Regions from separate parts of the Triticum aestivum genome. Here region 1 is linked to region 2. The links are chromatin contacts, called in public Hi-C maps. All regions are on one chromosome and are shown on one strand. The core of a region is the stretch at or near the end of the contact, and the rest is flanking DNA. Distances in the headings are between cores, read along the strand shown.

Region 1 (7,626 bases), core at 3,981-6,480, 270 kb before region 2:
CGAGCTGAAGGTATGAATTGCAACTTGTAATGGCGCATTTTCTGTTTCATCAGTAACCTTATTACCGTGAAGAGGATAATATTCTTAAGTAGATTATAAAATTTAATTTGTTCTGTACCTTCTTTCTGGTGAACTGTTTGATGTAGGGAGAAATCGCCAAACACATTGATGTTAAAGTGAAGATTTCAGATCATCACGTGGAGGTAAACTTGGCTGATTTACATGGCTATGAGAAGTATGTCATAACTACTTTGTTGAATGAGTCAATCCCACCACCGGACTTGATTTGCGATCATGCTAACTGCAAAGGTACATTCTAACACATCTCTGCCTCTCCTTTTGGCGGTACTGTTGTTAATCAACACAGGATTTTGAACAGCTGCCTGTTCTTCGTTGATGTGAAATGACATATTAAAGCGTCAGTGGTTCATATATGCAGTGATTGTGGTCCATGATGCTGATAGGCTTTCGTCTGATCTTCAGCATTATGTCGGTTGGTTTTTGGGGAGGTATGCAGGTTGCAACAAAATTATTTTCAGCTGCTCCAGTTCTTCAAACCTTGATGCCGTTGAACATTTATGCAAGGTTGTCCGACTTAAACCACCTTCATTTGATGAGGTACATACTAGGTCTGTATGAATGATTTGTCTTCTCTCCAGTGCTGGGCAGTTTGATGAATACAGAATTTCTCTTAGATAATCAAGGTTCTAGAGTTCATTGCTACACAAGAAGGCATAGATTTGCCTCGTGGACTTGCCAGTAGAATTGCAGCTAGCGCGAGTAATAATCTCCGACAGGCAATACGCTCTTTTGAAGCTACATGGAAAGCAAAGTAAGCACATGGAATGATTTCCTCATTCATTTCATATTCAGATTGTAGAAATGCCATAATAGCAGTCCATTTTGAAACTGCAATGTGCCAGAGGTACAATATTCATTTTGAGTAGAAGTCAACTGATCCATCAAGGTGTGTTGTTTCTGTTGTAGCCATCATACCACAAAAGTTTCATCCTCATCAGCATGCTTGCTTATAACTGTCTGTTCGCATTGTTATAACTACCACCATGGGTACTGAATCATAGGGCTTTCCATATTCATAAACAACTCTCTTAACCAACACAGCTATCCATTCACGAAAGACCAGCCCATTTTGACTGGATGGGAGGAGGAAATTTATGATGTTGCCAAAAAAATCATGGAGGAGCCAAGTCCAAAGCAGTAAGCTATCCCTTTCACTATGATGGTTTGCAATTCAGTACGCGCGAGCTTCTTTTTTGAACTTCAGAATGAAAACATAAATTTTGCTGAATGACCTTTACACAGGCTGTATCTCATTCGGCGGAAGATCAGAAAAATGATTGAACATAATGTGTCACCTTATTTCATTTTCTGTGTGAGCTCTACTTTACCTTGTGTTTATGTGTTCTTTGTGATTCCAAGAGTCTGGCCGAGGTTCATTTTTGTCAGAGCTCATTACTGTTTGTGATTTTCCCTTTTGCTTTGTGATGCAGCACTTGGTTAATGAACTGAAAAGGGACAGGGATGAAGATTTTCAGAATAGCATCGATGAACTGGCACTGGAGTTGAACCAAGTGAGCCCGTCTACAAGCATTCCTTTTTCTTAAGCTGGACTGCGCGCATATTAAGTGATACTACTTCCCATCCGTAATAAAGTGACGCGGTTTTGAACTAACCTCAGTTCAAAACTGTGACACTTATTTTGGATCGGAGGGAGTAGGTTATTTTCTATTTGTGAACTAGTCTACTGTGTAAGTGTGCGCTAATATATATTGCTTGCTTGTTTCAGAACGAGCAGTGCAAAGAATACAAATCTCAGGACACAATTTCTGACAAAAGAGCTATCAATATAGAAGGTTTCGCTGTTGAAGGCCCGGACCAAGGGGAAGCCATCCAATGCTTCATAAAGATTGAAGGTACAAGCCAAAAAAAAAACTGGTTCATTCAATCAATCATGAACTGTGGTGTAAAATGACTATACTTTGCAATTGCAGAATTCACTGTGAGGTTCATGAGCTTCTACAGATCTTTAATAACGAAGAACTCAAGCAGAGGCGGTGTTCCTTCATGAAGAGGGTGGAATCACTCTCTCGATCAACAAATCCTCTAGCGCGAGCGAGTGTTGTAGCAGTGTTGATAAATAAGCAGTGGTGTGCCTCTGAAGTCTGAATCAAAGCACCTCGGCGTTGCTTTGCATGTTAAGAAGGAAAACATACCTTTTTTTATCCGCCCCGTTTGCGTGTATACGTGTGAATTGTGATTATGCACACAACTCTGTATACGTGTGAATTGTGATATTGTGGTTTGTACAAAAATCAACTTCATATATGATAATTTGTGTGATCTGAGAATAATGTCGTACGACTGTATATTAACAATGTTTTCCCCTTTCTCGAAAGGTATTCCTTGCCTGGTACTGGTGTAATGCATTGATACTAGACTTAGATGTGCAATACTTAGGGCACATCTAGATGTGCTTTAGCAAAATCGTTGATAATATCAGGAACCCAAGTTTCTCCATGTGCAAAAGTGCCATATTACTTGTGCTGTTATGCATAATTCTGAAGGAATCTCATTAGCATCTTTGATAGTGTAAAATTGCCCATGTGCTAGGTTTAGAACAGACTTGCTTAGTGTTTACTCAGGTCCAGCAGACGTTCAGTCCCCTGTTCATCTTCTAAATAGTTGCAATGAACAATGTAATCACAGTGGTAAGTGAAAAATATCCACGCTTACATTTATTTGGAAATATTTCGGTATATACACACGTCCCATGCATGAACGTACCTAAGCTACCAATTCCTACCAACTACTATAGTACTAAAAAGGATTCAACAAAATTTGGAGAACGCGACACACCGGATCGCCACTCAGTGTTGCGTGGCCGGTGACCGTTGGTTACCGGTGGTCAGTTGCCGGAGGTGATGACGTTGTCCGGTGTCCAGTGGCCTCGTGGACCGCCGCTGCAGTGAGGCCACTGTGTCCGTGTTCTTCGGCGAAGGCGATCTCCTCGTTGGGCGGCGCGTCGAGGTCGGTGCGGCAGACCGGACACGTGGTGTGCGCGCCGAGCCACGAGTCGATGCACGCGGCGTGGAAGGCGTGGCGGCAGACGGTGAGCGGCCGGACGGCGTCGCCGGGCGCGAACTCGGACAGGCAGACCGCGCACTCCGCCGGCGCCGCGGAGCCGGCGGCGTCGGCCTCGAACCGCACCGTGGGGAACGAGGCGATGACGGCGGGGTCCAGGCCCGCCGGCTTGCGCGGCGCGGGCGCGGGCTCGCCTTCTTCGCCCGTGGCGGCGTCCGCGTCGCTGGACTGGAGGCGGCGGCGGCGGCGGAGCCAGAGGGAGAAGAAGCGGAGGAGGTCGCGGAGGAGGAAGATGGAGAGGAAGCAGAGCAGGAGGACGAAGAGGAGGAAGACCGGGAGCAGCATGGGGAAGGACGCCCCCTGCTGGGCCGGTGAAGGCGGCGGCGGAGGAGGCCTCGGCAGGTGCGAGGCGCGGACGTCGAGGGCGCTGAGGAGGCGGCGCGCGGCCATGGCCAGCGTATGCATCCGCCGCGGCGACCATGGGGTGGATGGGATCGATGGGCTTTTAGGTGTGGCTCACGCGCGCGCGCATGGGTACGGGCACGGGGCGGAGTGGGGCGAGGCGAGGCGGAGGGTGGTGGGTCGTCGGCGTCGGGCGTCGGTGTCGCTGTTGGTAGGGACGGAGCCGTGAGCTTTACGGCGAGGCGAATGCGACGCCGGGACGGAACGACATGGACGCTCATCATGCATGAACATTGGCCAACCGACCCGACACCCAATCCCATGGCGCTGCGCGCCCGCGTGCTGGTCTTGGCGGGTCATACCCTCATGATATTTTCGAAGTTTCTTTTAGGGAATTTATTACACTGGGTGGTGGGTGCTCAGTTTAGGGAGATATTTTTTTTTACTAACAACTAGCTAAATAGTGATAGTTCTGACAAAAAAACTAGCTAAATACTCCCTCTGCCCTAAATTATTTGTCGCAGAAAGTCGCGAAAATGGATCTAAACATCTAAACATTCATTTTTGCGACAAATAATTCGGAACGGTAGAAGTTCCGAATTACTTGTCGCGGATATGGATGTATCTAGATGTATTTTAGTTTTAGATACATCCATTTTTACGATGAATAATTTGAAACGAAGGAAGTAAATCTTGATCTATCACTGACAGAAAATGTCACATTTTTATCACCACCTGGCACACGTAGTGAGCTATCTCAGACTTAAATATGAAAATTAGTGTCACATCTTATAAAATTATCTTGTACTACTAAATCACAGCAATGAATTTATACACGATAGGTAAATATATTGCACAAGAAGAACTTTGTGTTATTTTTAGGGATGAGACCAGATGCATCGAGACATTGTTGCCGGTGCCCTATAAAATCGGTGCAGGCAAGCTATGCTCCTTCCTTGCATTGTCCACCTATATCTTGGCAGTCCTAGTAAAACTGGATCGGCGACCTAGCGCCCAGTCTAGAAAAGAAAAAAACAAACATGAAAAAAAAGAAAAAATATATAAAAAAGAAAAAATGAGTGAAAACCCAGAAAAAAGAAACAAAAGAAAAAGAAAAAACCGATTCATAGAAGGTTCTAGAACCCTCTCATAAACGGTGGGAACAAAAAACAAAATGGGGCGACTCATACGCGCGAGGAGGGGTGGTGAGGGGTTCGTAATTTCAGAAGAATCATTACCGCAAGACATACAGAGGGTGTATGCGCTAGGTCGCTATACATCGGCCTACACGCCAAATAGGAGCCACGCTATTGGACGTTGCTAATTTACATCCGGGCTTAGGGGATGGATAGTAAAATCATGAAAAAAAGAAAAAAAATGTGCAAGATGCTGTTGTGCGTGATGTCCGTGCAAAATTTGATGAAACTTGAACATCTGAGAAGCTCATGGCAAAAAAGACAAAATATAAATCAGATTTTTTATGTTTTCTGCTATGTTTTTTAGGTTTTACTGTTCATCGAATGCACATGAGGCCGGGCACCCAGCGAGAGCGATAGATGATGGGCCGTATGGGCTGCTGGTCTTCGTGGCCTCTGGAGTGAACGAGGTCACCGTCTTTGGTCGCCTTGTGCTCGAAAAAAATAATGGTTGCCGTCGGATACGTGATGCACGGCCAGCGGCGTCCGACGTCCCTCTGACGGAGAAATAGCTACGCGAGACGATCTCGTTTGAGAGGCGCCGCCCTTTCCCGTCCCTCCCCGCGGCGTGCCGCGCCACGCCTCACCGGCCCTCCAGTCGCTGCCGCGCCTCCCCTCACCCCGCCCCCCAGCTCGCCGCCGCGCCTCGCTCCGCGGCCTCCTCCCGGTCCACCTCCTCCCCCGCGCCTCCTCTGTCCCTCCCGCCCCTCCTCTGCCTCGGCCGCCGCTGCATCTGCAAGCAGCAGCACATTGCGCAGCGTTGACTGCCGTGAGGAATCGTCTACGCTAAAATAAAAGTGCGTCGCCGGCGACGGCGAGCGACCGCGCACGCCGGAGGCAGCTGGCAGGAGGAAAGGGACCGCGGAGAGGAGATGTTCACGAACGCGCAGCGCCAGGTCGAGCGCACTGGCCGCGGCGGTACCCCGAGAGACCAGTACCTTCAGGTTTGCCCCCTTCCCGCCTTCTCGGTCGGGGATTGCCCGGGGTCTCCCAATTCCTCCCGCGATTGTTCTAACTTGTTAACGTACCCGTAATCACGAATTTCCTCAGGATCTTGTGACCCAGTTCCAGGACTCCACGGATGAAGGTAAAAATCTGTTGGCTGATTCGTTCTTCTTTCTTAGGCTTGCACCGGAGTCAAATTTCTGTGTTTTTGTACTAGAATTCGGTGTATTGGTTTTGGTGGAGCTGAAAACAGAAGCTGAGTTCAGTTAGAATTATGGTAGAAATCGTTGTCAGCAGATTGTGCTGCGAAACTGAATTTCGTCGCCGCTCAGTAAAGACAATTGTATAGGGGCCAAAACAAACAACTTAGTGAAGTACTAGTGAAGTTCCAAACGGCACCAAGGAAAAGATGCACAATAGATTCTAAGCTAGACAAAAGGGGTTGTAAGGTTGACGCATGGGCTCTCTAGTGATGTCGTCGACTAGATAGCACAGCAAAGGTTTGGGAATTATCATATGGTATGAAGATAGCTCTACTTTGTCGGTGAAACGCCACAGCTTCAGTGTTATTTATCATATTATGTGCTCACCAAATTCATCAATTTATTTATTTTTGTTTCAGGGTACAAGGAGAGAATTGTTGCAAACCTGTCAAATTTTGCATATGACCCTTATAACTATGCCTTTATGCGCCAGGTTGATGATTCCACATGCCTTTTGTTTCGGTCAATTGCTGCATTTTTTTGGTAGCACTGTTCTGGTACTTTCCTATTCAATGAGACGGTATATATGTTCTGTTCTCTCAGCTGAATATTCTCGAGTTGTTCTTGGACTGCATTACGGAACCAAATGAAAGGCTTGTTGAGTTCGGCGTTGGTGGAATATGTAATTCATGTGTTGGTGAGCAATCTAATGTCTTGAATTCTACGGAATTTTTTATTATTGTGAAGCATGCAAGGTACTTATTCAATGTGTCTATCAAACATATTTTTTCGACGCGGTCATCTTATTTTGAATTTATCATGCAGATCCAGCAAATGCTTCTGTTATTACTCAATGTGGTGGAATCCCGTTGGTTGTACAATGCTTATCTAGCCCAGTTAAGAATACAGTGAGTGTTTCTGAACCTATGAACTGCAATCATAACAGTATAGGTCTTCTTTGTTTTGAAGAGTATTTTTTTTCTGATTGTTTCCTTGCATGTAAATTTCCTCTTGATCGATTAGGCTACTTTGGGTGATGTCTAAAATAAAGGTTACTTCGGGAAGTAGGGCTAAAGGAGAGGAGACATGTGAATTGAGGATATTTAGCCAGGACACCCTCAGTCGCCTGTCTCTCTGTTTCATCCATTATCTTCATTGCATACATATCAGTCTTTATGTCACTATATGTTCTCACTTCAACATATCCAACATTTCCATTTGATTGGTTGCCTGCAGGTGAATTACGCACTTGGAGCCTTGTACTACTTATGCAACCCGTCGACAAAGAATGAGATATTGAAACCGGATGTACTTAGGATCATAAGAGACTATTCTGCAGCTGGAGCCGTCAACAGCAGCTTCAGCAATCTGGCAAATGCATTTCTGGACAAGCACGTCAACTCGTGACGGCAGTTCAGAACTGCAGATGGTAAGGCATGTAGCATTTCATCTGATAGAGGACAGACAGGAGAGGCTACGCAGGAGTTACAATTCTGTGTCCATTTATCCAAGCACAATAATTAGTTGTGACATAAATCTGGAATTTTTACGACCTCTGTGAGAAATCAGTAAGTTCATCAGCGTTGAGGTCTTGGTATTTATTCCAGACAACTGTAAAATTATCGACTCTAATTGGTGGAGTTGGCAGTAAAAGAAAGGAGGATAAAGTGCTCCTTTGTTAATTCCATGTTCTTGAATACTCCCTCCGCTCTAAAATAAGTGTCGTTAATTTAGTACAACTTTGTACTTAATCTGTGACACTTATTTTGGGACGGAGG
Region 2 (7,196 bases), core at 300-2,799:
TGCGACCTCGTCGAGCGGGGGCGTGGCCGAGCGGGGCGCGGCTGCTGCGGAGGGCAGGGCGAGCTGCGGAGTGCGCGCGCGTGCGAGCGGGGATGCGGCCGAGCCGGGCGCGGCGGCCGCGGAGGGCAGGGGCGAGCTGCGGCGCGATGAGGTGAGCTGCAGCGAGGCGGGCGAGGGGAGCGTTCGCGGTGAGCGGGCGCGTGGAGGGCGTCACGGGATGCGGGGAGCGGGACGAGCTGCGTCTGGCGAGCGAGGCAGGCAGGGCGCGCGGGAGCTGGCGCGACGGCCGCGGCGAGCGCGAGCGCGCACGCGAGCTGGCGCGTGCAGGCGGCCGCGGGGCGACTTCCCTTCCTTGTGCAGCTACCCACATCCAGAGCCAGAGCCAGGGACAAAAACAAAGGAGTCTCGCAGGCGAGCAACCGTGCGTGCGTGCATGCATGAGCATGGCATGGCATGGCAGCGACATGGAGATCACGTACAGTGCTGGCACAGCGGACGCCATTGCCAAATATACGTGCGTGCGTGTTGGCGCTGCCGCTCCACCCTCCGACCGGGCCCTGCCCATGCACGCCCGCCCCATCCGTCACGACGACGCACCACAGCTCGTGTCTGGCAGAGTATGAACTGCTAGCAAGTCTGGCCAATCATGCATCGCAGCGTGCGGGCGCAGCGGCCGCGGGGCGGGAAGAGGCCGAGCTGCGGCGTGGAGGCAAGCTCGCGGGCGCGGGACGCGGGTTGAGGCGGCGCGGGAGCTTGCCCACCAGGTGTTCGACCGAATGCCGACGCGGACATGCACAAAATGCGTCTTGGCCCCGTTGGGCGTACCGACCGCCCCATACAAAAAAGCGGATACGGACGCGCGGACAACCGACAAAAAAAAACAAAATCGGTGTCTGTTTGGATCGGCCCGTTGGAGTTGCTCTTAGTTGTAGTATACTCCCTCCGGTCATTTTTACTCTGCACATTGGATTTGCCGAAAGTCAAACTTTGCTAAGTTTGACCAAATTTATATTAGAAATTATTAGCATCTATAATATGTAATAAATATAATATGAAAATATATTCTAAGATGAATCTAATGATATTGGTGTTGTTATGTGAATGTTTATAATTTTTTGTATAAACTTGGTCAAAGTTGAATGAGATCGACTTCGGTCAAACCTAATATGCAGAGTAAAAATGACCGGAGGGAGTACGTTTCAATATATTCCCTCCGTTTCTAAATATATGTCTTTTTAGACATTTCAAATGGAGTCTTTTTAGATATATGAGTCTTTTTAGACATATTTTAGAGTATAGATTCATTCATTTTGCTTCGTATTTAGCCACTTGCTGAAATCTTTAAAAAAACCTATATTTGAGAACGGAGGGAGTACTTGTGTAATCTTTTCATATTTTTAAAACTGAAAAGATTCAAAAAATAGTAATTCAAAATTCGGGCGCTATTTGCAATTTCCGCGATAACTAGATTGTGATTTTTCAACCAGAAAGAAATTGTGATTTCCTCCACATTGTGCAGGACCCATCGGTCCTGTGCTTCGTCTGAAGCGCTTCCATATGTCCAACTCCAAACCCATCCCAGAACCCGACTAAAGTTTCAAACCGGACATCTTCCCGATCCTTATGGCGACCTCGCCGCCGCGGAGCCCTAACTCAGGCGATCGGCCCGAGACCGCTGACCTCGCTCTCGCAGCTCCGGCACAGCCCACTCGCATATGGAACTCCCTCGTCGCCCGTCTCCCTACGCTACCGAACTCCCTCCTCCTCGTCGCCGCCTCCGATCTCCTCCGCCGCCTCTTGGCGGTCCGCAGACGCCGCCGCCGCCGCCGCCGCCCTTCTCTCCCACTCCCCATCTACGATGACGCCGCAAGCTCCGCCCGGTGAGAACCTCTACTCGAATCAGCGCGGCGCCTGTGATTCCAATGCCGCGCAGGCTTTTGCTGGAGTAGTGCTGTACTTTGTGCTCTCGTTGACTGCTGACAGAACGGAGTAGATTTGTGCGGATTTAGTGTTACAGGTTACGAGATGACCTGTGATGAACTTGTAGAAACGTGTTCAGGAATTGGTCACTCGACCCAAAATATAGGACCCACCACTACTCTTGAGCTAACGCATCATAGATCTGGTCATCTAGCTATCTGTCCGGTGTTCCTTGTTTGTGAAGAATTACCTGGAATGCTTTTGACTATATGTTATTAACAGGGTTTCTGGTGAGATGCCCAAAGCTTTTGCCATCTTAGAAGATATCGTGCAGCATACTTTATCTGATTTGCATAGCATTCAGAAGAGCTTACTTTATTGGAAGTCCAAAGCTGAGGTATTAAGTCAATTGATAACTTTTTTTTTTGCCTTTTTAGTATGCAGAGAAGTTAATATTATTTTGCTACTTACCTACTTTTGCCTGTGGTAATTTTTCAGGGAACAAACTCACATAAAATGTACTTTATGATGTTTGAAAGAGGTCCAAGGGCCTTCCTTGAAGCAACATGTCAAACACTAACTAGACTCAGGAGCAATGGGAGTCCATCCGAGTACCTTTTAGGCTCTGCATCTGATATAGTCTCAGTAAAACTTGCTGTCCTGACGAATATGCAACATCGATTGGCTGCTTTTCTGGCTGAGGTTTGCTACTCTAACGTGTTTATCGTGAAAAAGTAGCAATAGCGCCATGGTTTCAACTTTCTGCTGATGTGAAGTAGAATAAAACAGTCAAAAAGCATTTTCGTGATTAACCTTGCTCCTGCTCTCCAAAAAAAAGGAAACAAAAAGAAACTGTTGTATCGCTGTAGTCAAATTTCAAAGTTATCTTTATTTGAATAATGTTGCTTTGTGCTACATGACTTGTCATTTACATGAACTTAAACTCTGACTTGCTTCTTCTATAGGTTTACTCTGAAGTTGATAAATGCAGAGAAGGATTAACTGAAAGTTCAGATAAATCACTACATACACTATTTGTTATTTTGAACACCGTCTTCCCCAAATTGGAGGTATCTCTTACAAATGCTAGTGAGGTATGCAATGCCTGTTGTCCATATATTTGGATTTGTAACATGTTTTGCCTCTTTGATGCTATGTTGTTTAATTAGTTAAAACACATGTTTTCAGGGGCAAACTCTACCATTCACTCATGACGAAAACTCATCTCAACTTATCTTCGAAAGATTGCCAGAGGTTGATGTTGAGAGTCCACAATGGAGTGAGGCCTTAGCAACAGATGCTATTAGTCTGATCTATGAAAACCTCCAGAAGCTAGATAGTTTTGTTTCCTCTCAGGTAAGTAACTCATTTCAACGATGACACATGTGAGATCATCGTCTTCCCAGTCTCATAGCACAATGACCTTAGACCATTACAGGGTTAACACATTTGAGGGGATAACTTGGCAGTGACGGCTCCTTCAGGGGGGATGTGAGAGTAGAGATGTGGATGAACCTTCCTTTTCTGTCCGTCTTAAAAGAAATCAGGATACAAGTGCCTCTCTTCATGGGGTGCCATCTCTAGTAGATGGAAACCATCATTAGGAAATAGATAACTAACATATATAAATAGGAAATAGATAAAACAGGCAGGTGGATTTTAGAAATATTTCGCTGAAATATATATAAAAGCTACCCTCCAGTCATGGGGATTGTTGCCAGTTTGCCACCCTTCTGCATGTCTTTCGTCCTCTATGCCATAAAACTCAGGTTCTTGATTTCTGTTACCTGAGTTGTTGGAGGGGTATTAAAGTTTTAATTTCAGTATTTTATATTTACCCGTTTGTGCTTATCTATATCTATATGCCAGTCACACATGCTTTCTTATTATAAATTGGTGGTAGGATTACAGCTATACCAATACCAGTATAGTACCAATGACAGAATTGAAAATATCAAGCATGAGGTATCTGAATTAATCCTGTGGATAACATAGCGATAATGTGTAGCTTGTATGGCACTCCATGTAAAGTACATGCTGCTTAGTATTACGTAATTTATCTGAAGCGTGTTTTTGTTTGCGGATAGCTTTCAAGTCATAAAAAGCCAAGAAATATGACCATATACTGGTTACCCTACACGTGTGGAGCAATTGGCCTCTCTGCATGTTCCCTATGGCTTTTGCGCCATAGTAGCTTGATGGGAAGTTCTGACATGGACAACTGGATTCAAGATGCTAAGGAGTCAGTTGCTGGATTCTGGGATGAACATGTTGAGAGACCAGTAAGACACTTTCTTTATATGTCTTCTACTATTATTTATCTTATATGGCATTCTAGTGTAAGTTAACTGAAGGCAAATCAAGGTATTTAATGAAGGCAGAGGCTTTTCAGGTTGGTTCTGGTTGTACATTTACTTATGCAAGATATCGTGTGAGGTCCTGCCAGAAGCATTGGTTTGTTTGTCACATATAACTGAAAAAAGAAGCATGCCGCCTTGTGCGTTACTGGCTGTAGTGTTTGCTTATGGTGGTAACAGATTGATGGAAGTGAATTCATGTTTTCCTTACGGGAGCATTTGTATATGTTAAGATGAAGATGCTTTAGTAGATGAGCATATATTCATATATAAGCCACAAAGCTTGTCAATATTCACCTTCATCGGTGTTGTAATTGTCAAAATACTGTTCAATTTTTATGCGGAACTGTTGAAGTCCAGAAAGCATTGCTACAAGCTGGTCTACATTTCTATAAATTTGGAAATCAGTCAAGTTATTGTGCTCACATCATGACTGCCTTTTATGTTTTGACAATTGCAGATCATTTCCATTAGAGATGAGCTATTCGAGACATTCAAGCGAACAGATAAACGTGTAATGGAAAGGGAAGAGGTCCAACTAACCGAAGAATCATTGCACAGGTTGTTCCCAATGCTGTCATTCTCTAATCTGAATTATTATACTCATGGTTCTTTCTTGAAATAGAGTAGAGCTATTATAGCATGACTTTGAGGAGATGAGATACTAGAATAGGGAGAAACAGATCATAGATGAGACAGGACTTACGGTTAAAAATAGTAATCATAGACTGATCTCTTCTTGTTTGTTCTTATGAGTAACAACACGCAGCCTTTTATAGGCCAACTAAACTTGTCCCCAATACTGTTCTTTGTCTAGCAATCCAATCCAACTCAAACTCAATTTGTCAATCCGCACCCATTACTCTCTCCATTTTTAAATGTAAAACGCATTCAATTGTTTATGACAACTGATAATTTCTCCATTGATATGTGGTTATGTGAAACAGAACCACAATTCACAATAATCATAAGCAAGTACATTTGAATATGGATCTACCGACATCAATTTTATGTCACATAAACTGCCTTGTCTTAACCAATTCACAATCATAAGCAAGTACATTTGAATATGAATCTACCGACATCTAATTTCATGGAGTAATTGTTGGTCAAAGTCAGTATAGTACAATTTATGTACACCCTACATTTTTAAAGAGAGAGAGTAGTAATATAAACAGAACCTTGTTCATCCAAACGCCTACATGCTGTTCCTTATGTACTTTCATTTTGCTATAATAATATTGCTTCATTTTGGAGCGGCGTAATTATCCCAGTGAAAATCTATTTGTTCGCATTTTCTTGAATATGTAAAACTTTAGCGTCGCATTTTATGTTCTGAAATGCAATAGAGTACCAAATCACATTGTGCATTATTTGACCATGCTGGTTACAGGATGTTAATTACCTTTTGTGAGCAAACTTCAAAGGAAAAACCAGCACAAGATGCATCATTGCAGGAGTTGCTGGAGATTGTCATGAAAAGGTAAGACTGAACTTTTAACCATACATACTGTTGTTCATTCATCCTGTATCTTCAGCCAGTTGTTGCAAGTTCAATGGCCACTTGAATATTGTAATTTCTTGTTGCTTACTCTGGAGCAATACTACATGTCCACCTTCCTGTTCTGCCTTATAAAGACATCTTCAATCGCTTTTCAGTTCCCTTGTGCAACTAAAATAGTGTTGGCACTGGGGCTGACAAAAGATAAGCATTTTATGGGGGGCGTAAGAAAGCCATCTGAACTAGTTTAAGTCATATGGAATATGTGAAAAATCTTGGTCATAGCAGCAAATAATTCCACTCGGTGGATTTTTATTTAATGCTTATTTACATTTGCATTTAAATGTTTAGTACCTATTTTTGAGAATCCCAATCGAACTTGAGTTTCTGCTGTGAGTGATAGAAACAAACTTCAGGAAGCTAGGGATAGTACCTATTTGTTCAGCATGACTCCTAAGAAGCGGTCGATACAAATACAATTTATATATCTACAATTGCATCCAGAGAGTCGCATGCTTTACAGATACTTTAGGCATGTTGCTTATATATCTTGATATCTAGTAATTTACATGTGTTTTGGCTCATCCCGCAATGGATTAGTTCTTTATATGGTGTTTGTTTCCTTCAAAGCTGTCTTGGCTGTTTATATTCTATGAACCATCTGAGTAATGTGTGAAAAAGGACGACATTGTTCCTGTTTATTTGTGCATTGAGCTGTATTGTACATAAATGCAGATATGAGAAGGAATCGATGCATCCAATTCAGAATCTGTTCAGTGGAGAATTAGCACGAGCCATGCTTATTCAGGTTTTTTTTTCGTTTCTTGTGCATTCAACTCAAGTTAACTTGCATTTTTTCTCACCCATCTTGGAAATTTCAGGTTCAGAAGCTAAAACTGGATCTTCAGGAGTAAGTTGTACTATTATATCTGATAATATTAGTTACATGCATAATGATAAAATGTGCATTTCTTTGTATTTATATATTATTTATTTACACCAGAGATGATTGAATTGGTCTTATACAGGGCAATGCTGGAACTGGATCAGATTCTCAAGGCAAATGAGATAAACTTTGCTATTCTTGCAGCTCTGCCTGCATTTGGTCTTCTGCTTCTCCTGCTGTTTTTAGTGCGAGCATGGGCTATGCATGTATGTATATAGATTCTGTTCATTATCTTCTTGATTACAATACATCTAAGGCATCTGACGCAAGTGGTTATAGGTCTTCGAGACATTCATATGTTGCTTTCTAATATGTTTGTGCTATACATCTTGTGCGGTTTGCACCATGGTCATGTCCTATTTGCCATTCGTACCATGAACAGGCGTGTGAAAAGTTAATAGGATTGCAGTTTAAATGTCTAACATTTACTGTCACAATAATATAGGACCAAGGTGCAGAGGGAAGAGGAAGG

Evidence for each region. Hi-C and Micro-C count contacts between places; a contact is called where the count stands out from the background.
Region 1: a contact with region 2 is called in a Hi-C map of leaf, with 8 times the contacts expected there. The contact joins the promoter of LOC123050155 here to the promoter of LOC123050145 in region 2. A contact is called at or near these places in 2 of 5 Hi-C or Micro-C datasets (leaf and root).

What each region holds. Positions count from the first base shown.
Region 1 is chr1A:349,463,188-349,470,813 of IWGSC CS RefSeq v2.1, reverse strand. LOC123050155 (armadillo repeat-containing protein 7) reads left to right here and starts at 5,230. Exons shown (of 6, transcript XM_044472993.1): 1 at 5,230-5,644; 2 at 5,751-5,787; 3 at 6,268-6,341; 4 at 6,452-6,545; 5 at 6,674-6,756; 6 at 7,085-7,530. The coding sequence starts at 5,573. The coding sequence ends at 7,255. It overlaps LOC123127401 (replication factor C subunit 5-like), which reads left to right. Exons shown (of 11, transcript XM_044547126.1): 3 at 1-10; 4 at 147-309; 5 at 440-618; 6 at 696-832; 7 at 1,123-1,218; 8 at 1,324-1,393; 9 at 1,512-1,592; 10 at 1,808-1,934; 11 at 2,013-2,373. The coding sequence ends at 2,089.
Region 2 is chr1A:349,186,105-349,193,300 of IWGSC CS RefSeq v2.1, reverse strand. It overlaps LOC123050145 (protein DGS1, mitochondrial), which reads left to right and starts at 1,549. Exons shown (of 14, transcript XM_044472985.1): 1 at 1,549-1,880; 2 at 2,203-2,317; 3 at 2,419-2,622; 4 at 2,886-3,014; 5 at 3,109-3,276; 6 at 4,008-4,202; 7 at 4,738-4,838; 8 at 5,671-5,760; 9 at 6,514-6,586; 10 at 6,660-6,688; 11 at 6,807-6,930; 12 at 7,170-7,196. The coding sequence starts at 1,624.